Linked DNA regions of Rattus norvegicus: region 2 is linked to region 1. A link is a contact called in public Hi-C data. All regions are on one chromosome and are shown on one strand. Each heading gives the region's core, a stretch centred on a gene start, on an enhancer-like site or on the middle of the called end of the contact. The rest is flanking DNA. Distances are from core to core; before and after follow the strand shown. Region 1 holds the start of Rpl19 (ribosomal protein L19). Region 2 overlaps LOC102548674 (a long non-coding RNA gene).

What was found. Hi-C and Micro-C count contacts between places; a contact is called where the count stands out from the background.
Region 2: a contact with region 1 is called in a Hi-C map of the A7r5 cell line, with 2.8 times the contacts expected there. The contact joins the enhancer-like site here to the promoter of Rpl19 in region 1. A contact is called at or near these places in 11 of 12 Hi-C or Micro-C datasets (the A7r5 cell line, Schwann cells, frontal cortex and 6 more) and 1 of 1 datasets of contacts at active chromatin or transcription factors (oligodendrocytes).

What each region holds. Positions count from the first base shown.
Region 1 is chr10:83,517,793-83,520,324 of GRCr8, forward strand. Rpl19 (ribosomal protein L19) reads left to right here and starts at 1,272. Exons shown (of 6, transcript NM_031103.1): 1 at 1,272-1,304; 2 at 2,110-2,216. The coding sequence starts at 1,300.
Region 2 is chr10:83,564,064-83,566,595 of GRCr8, forward strand. It overlaps LOC102548674 (a long non-coding RNA gene), which reads left to right. Exons shown (of 3, transcript XR_010055786.1): 1 at 1-2,532. Among named protein-coding and RNA genes, the nearest start is that of Stac2, 21 kb to the left of the region's middle. Within about 2 kb of position 1,263, at least 12 of the 93 cell types and tissues checked have an H3K27ac peak or open chromatin away from gene starts, as enhancers often do. A contact at or near this core is called in the A7r5 cell line and Schwann cells, where this site is marked.

The DNA of each region.
Region 1 (2,532 bases), core at 22-2,521:
CCCACTCCCAAGTTTTTATTTTATTTTTTGAATATGGGCTTCCAGGACTTCCAGTATCCAGGCTTGCTTTGAACTCCACATGTAGCTGAGGATGGCCTTGAACTTCTGATCCTCCTGCCTTCTAAGTACTGGGATTACAGGTGTGTACCACCATGCCCTGACCAGATTTTTTTTTTTTTTAAGATTTATTTATTTTAGTTATATGAGTACACTGTTGCTATCTTCAGACACACCAGAAGAGGGCATCAGATCCCATTACAGATGATGGTGAGCCACCATGTGGCTGCTGTTAAACTCAGGACCTCTGGAGGAGCAAACAGTGCTCCTAAACCACAAGCCCCATCTCTCCACCCCCAGATAACTGTTTTTGTTTTTAAGACAGCATCTTTCTGTAGTCCAGATTGCCTAGACCGCCTTAAACTTGGCCGCCTCGCTAACTCCTCCATCTCATTTCCTGTTAGGATTAAAGAAGGAAGCCAGCTGCTCTGCCCCCAGAACATTCTCTTTGGGTTTTCAACCAGGGGTCTCCAAAGCTGTTGGACTCTTCATTCTGACAACCCTTCGTTTACTTAACCAATGTAGTTCTTCTCATGTGCATGCTACAGTATAGATTGAGCCAAACAAGATTGGTTCCGCTTGCTTTTGCTAATGCCTGTTTTGTAAAAGTAGACGCATATGATTTTCACAAATGGATAGCAGAAATATTAGAATTTGGTTCAGACTACAATCATGGTAATTGAAGCATCCAGAGATTAGGGATTTGCGGTGGTGACGCCGACAAAAATCTCTTGGGTTTAGCCTGCACACGAGTTCTTACTCTACGAGAGCGAAAGCGAGGTAGTGTTTGCTTCTCTCTGCTCTAGCGCTCCTTTCGCTAATTTTCTCCCGGCTAATTTAATAACCTTTCACAGAAAACAGTCCTCTACGAAGACTAGGCCTTTCAGGCCAAAACCGCCTCAGTCCGCCTGCGCGGATTTAGCGTGACTTCCGGTTAGCCAAACACCCACGTGATCAAATGCCCTCAGTGCGCATGTGTGAAGAGGAGTTGGACTGAACCATTTTGCCCGACGAAAGGGGTACACCTTTTCTGTTTTAAAGCTTAAAACCGATTCTCGATCTTGATCATCTATGATCACGGTCTTTTAGGAAGAAAGTAAGTGAGTGTGAAATGGAGGAAGATGAAATAGCTTAGCGAAAATACAGACAATCATGGAGTGGGGCTTGGGCTCTCCCCTTCGTAGTTAATGGGAGGAGCCCGCGACCAGCAAGCTCTTTCCTTTCGCTGCTGCGTCTGCAGCCATGAGGTGAGCAGGCCCGGCTCTCGGTTTCTGACCGATAAGCCCGGCGAAGCCTAGCGGGGAACCGGGCCGGGACCACAAATGGCAAAAGGGAGAGGGGAGGCGGGCGTGGTGCTTCCATGTCTGGAGCGCAGAGAGCACACGCGACCTGGGCCTACGGAGGGTGGGCCGCGGGACGCCGTGGCCCGTAAAGACCTCCGGCGGGCGCCGCTCCGCCTGTCCCGCGTCGTGAGGCACCACACGGGGAGATTGGTGACGACTGGGCACTGAGTGGCTTCTTGGTGCGCTGGGGCCCAGCGGACCTCTAACATGGGGCAAGTCTCGGGCAAGCCCAGGCCTCCGAGTGCTGAGGGTGAGGCGCCAGTTTGGCCTCCACCCTAACGGCTGGACGGCGTGTATTAGTGTAAAAAAGCATAGAAAGCGAAAAGCTACTCCTGTACTCCTGGGTAAACAGGCTACGTCCCAGCCCTGATCCACTGGTGTCCGATACTTAACATTAAAGTCTTCACAGAGCCAAATACCCGGAAGAGCTTAACCCCCTCCCCCAAATCCCGAATGGCTAACCATCGTGGCCACGTTCACTGCCCAGGTCTTGGTTTGGATTTAAGATCTTGATTTGGAGTTTGTTGGACAGGAAGGGGTGGCAAAATTTTTAGGGCTAGGGAGTATATTTCCTTTAATACCTATTGATGTGTACTTTGCCCATTTTTTAAATAGATACTAAGACTTAGGTGGGGAGATTTTGCTTGGAGTGTTTGTTGTTGCTCAGAAGTGGCTTTCAGGGCTTAATAGTGTTTTCTGTATACCCCAGTATGCTTAGGCTACAGAAGAGGCTTGCCTCTAGCGTCCTCCGCTGTGGTAAAAAGAAGGTGTGGTTGGACCCCAATGAAACCAACGAAATCGCCAATGCCAACTCTCGTGAGTATGATCCTTCACCCTCACCTACAAAGGATGGATATGTATTTTTATAGATTATATATACATTAATATACAGGATGCAACATCCAGTGTTACATTAGTAGATTATAAGCAAAGTATTTTGTAGCCGTATGGAAGTTTAAAAAAGATATTTGAGGACAGTATGCTGGGTGAGGCTTTAAGGCATAAGCAAGGCTTGTTAGTATCAGACAGGTGGCTCCAAGGACCTTAACCAGTGTTTCAGATAGACCAGATAAGCTATGAAGTATTTATGAGGTGAATAATCTTTTCTTCATAAGTGTTTGCCAGGATTTCA
Region 2 (2,532 bases), core at 13-2,512, 46 kb after region 1:
GACTTCTAGGAAGAGCAGTCAGTGCTCCTAACCATTGAGCCATCTCTCTAGCCCCGGCTGTCCCCTTTTTTTCAGCCTCATAGAAGAAGAAAGCTGGGCTCTACCAGGGTCCAGGTACCCAGAGATGGAGAACACTAGGCCAGAGAAGATTGCATTGGGGTTGGGGATTTAGCTCAGTGGTAGAGCGCTTGCCTAGCAAGCGCAAGGCCCTGGGTTCGGTCCCCAGCTCCGAAAAAAAAAAAAAAAAAAAAAAAGAGAAGATTGCATTTTTGCTTCCTGTGGTAAGATTTAGTGGCTGGGGTCGTGCACGACAGGCTACATGATTAGAGGTGAAGAGAGAGGTGGGAGGCAGGCCAAGGCTGTCTGTATATAAGGACACTGCCCCACACAGGTTGTTTGTCCAAAACCTCAGGGCCTCCATGCCCTAAGGCAGGGGAGGACAGAGGCAAAGAGACCACCCTGAGAAAGTTCCCCCACTGAGTGCCACTCCCTGGGCTGTGCTCCGTAAATACGAGTCCCTAGTCAGTTAGGTACCCTCAGCGAAAGGACAAGTGTCCTGCCAGCACATGGACTGTGTGTGTGGTCCCATAGAGAGAAGGGACACTGAGGGGCAAAGGTCCTTTGGGGGTTCATGTGATTCTACTTGTTCTGTCTCTTAAGTGAAGAGGCCCGTCCTGTGGGGTCATGTGGGGGTTCAGATTTCTGTATGACGTGGATTTGGGGCTAAATACATATCCCTCACTCCTTGGGGTGACCATCTAGGGTTGTAGGAGTCCCTGTGGGTCCTCAGTCTCCAAGAGTCCTGAGTATCCAGCCAACAAGAGGCCATGCTTCCCCCTCTTGTGGGTTTGCTAGTATATAAAGGCTAGAAGGCAGAACAGTGTGGTCCAGCCCAACCCTGTGCTGAGCTCCCTTTCAGAGATGATGTTTTGGTAGAAAACCTGTCTGGGGAAGTGGTGCACGGCACCCTCGGCAGCCTGCTCAAGTAAGGCTGGGTCTGCAAGGCCCTGTTTGCAAGCCACAGGAACAGGCTTCCGGTTCTTGGGCTTTTTTGGAAACTAATCCTCAGTTCTTAGAATTTATTAGGCTCTGGGACATCTCAAAACACCCTGACCTCCCACTCTCCTGGGTTATTGTTGGGCATGGCCGGATGTTAAAAAGGCCCTAGGAAGTCAGAAAACCAGGGAATAAAGGCTGTGGTTGAATGAAGCAGCCACATGTTAACAGGGGAGCTGGAGGCCAGTGGAGCTGGAGGGAGGGTTCTCTGGACCTGATGACTCATGGGGTGCTGCAGATTCCTTGGGGAAGGAGAGGGAGAGAGAGGGAGAGAGAGAGAGGGAGAGAGAGAGAGGGAGAGAGAGAGAGAGAGAGAGAGAGAGAGAGAGAGAGAGAGAGAGAGAGACCCTTAGGGGATGGGGGGAAGGTCCATGTCTCCAAGCCTCTGCCCTGTATGAAGCAGGAGGAGCTGTCCATAGATTCTAATGTAGTCTCCCTGCCCAGTGCTCCTACTATGCGCTTCTGTGTGGCCACCTAGCTTGCCATGAAGCAGCTGGAGACCCCCACCTTCCTGAACCAGGAGAAGCTGCACTGGGGCAGGGGAGGAGACTTAAACGTTGGAAAGAGGCTCAGGGTGGGCTCAGGGACATGTCACTGTGACTCAGGATCAATTAATCTCTCCCAGGTTAGTTCTGTGAGGTGATGCTCCTCTATGGCCTCAGCTGCTGTAGGAAGCACCCCCCGCCCCTCCCTGTGGCAAGGACTAAGTATGACTGTTCCTCTGGGCAGGAAGCCAATGTCACCACTGTGATGTCACCGTGAAGTAGAACTCTCTGGAGTCCGTTACTTCATGTGACCCTTGCTGCAGCTCAGAAACGGGTGGGCGGGTGGCAACAAGGAAAGGACCCAGAATCATAGAGGATTTTCTCAAGGACACAGAGTCGGTCGGGGGCAGAGCTGAGATCTGGAAATGTGCTGTCACGGAGTTTTTCTCATGCATGAGATTTTGCTCAACAGATGACCCCTTGAGTGGCCATCCTGTGTCACACGCCTTGTTCTGATTGAGGGACTGGCTTGAGAGAGAAAGTGAGCTCTGTCCTCAGGAGGTCACTCTCTGTTAAGCCAGGTGAGCAATCACAAGACTGGTTGCAGGGACGAGCGCGGAGCATGGCGCAGAGGAAGAGGCAGGACACTATTGTGGGAGGGCAGTGTCTTAGAGTTTTACTGCCGTGAACAGACACCATGACCAAGGCAAGTCTTAAAAAATGACATTTAGGGGCTGGGGATTTAGCTCAGTGGTAGAGCGCTTACCTAGGAAGCGCAAGGCCCTGGGTTCGGTCCCCAGCTCCGGAAAAAAAAAAAATGACATTTAATCAGGGCTGACTCACAGGTTCAGAGGTTCAGTCCCTCATCATCAAGGCAGGAGCGTGGCAGCATCCAGGCAGGCACGGTGCAGGAGGAGCTGAGAGGTCTACATCTTCATCTGAAGGAAGCCAGGAACAGACTCGGCATTCTCACGCAGCTGGGAGGAGGGTC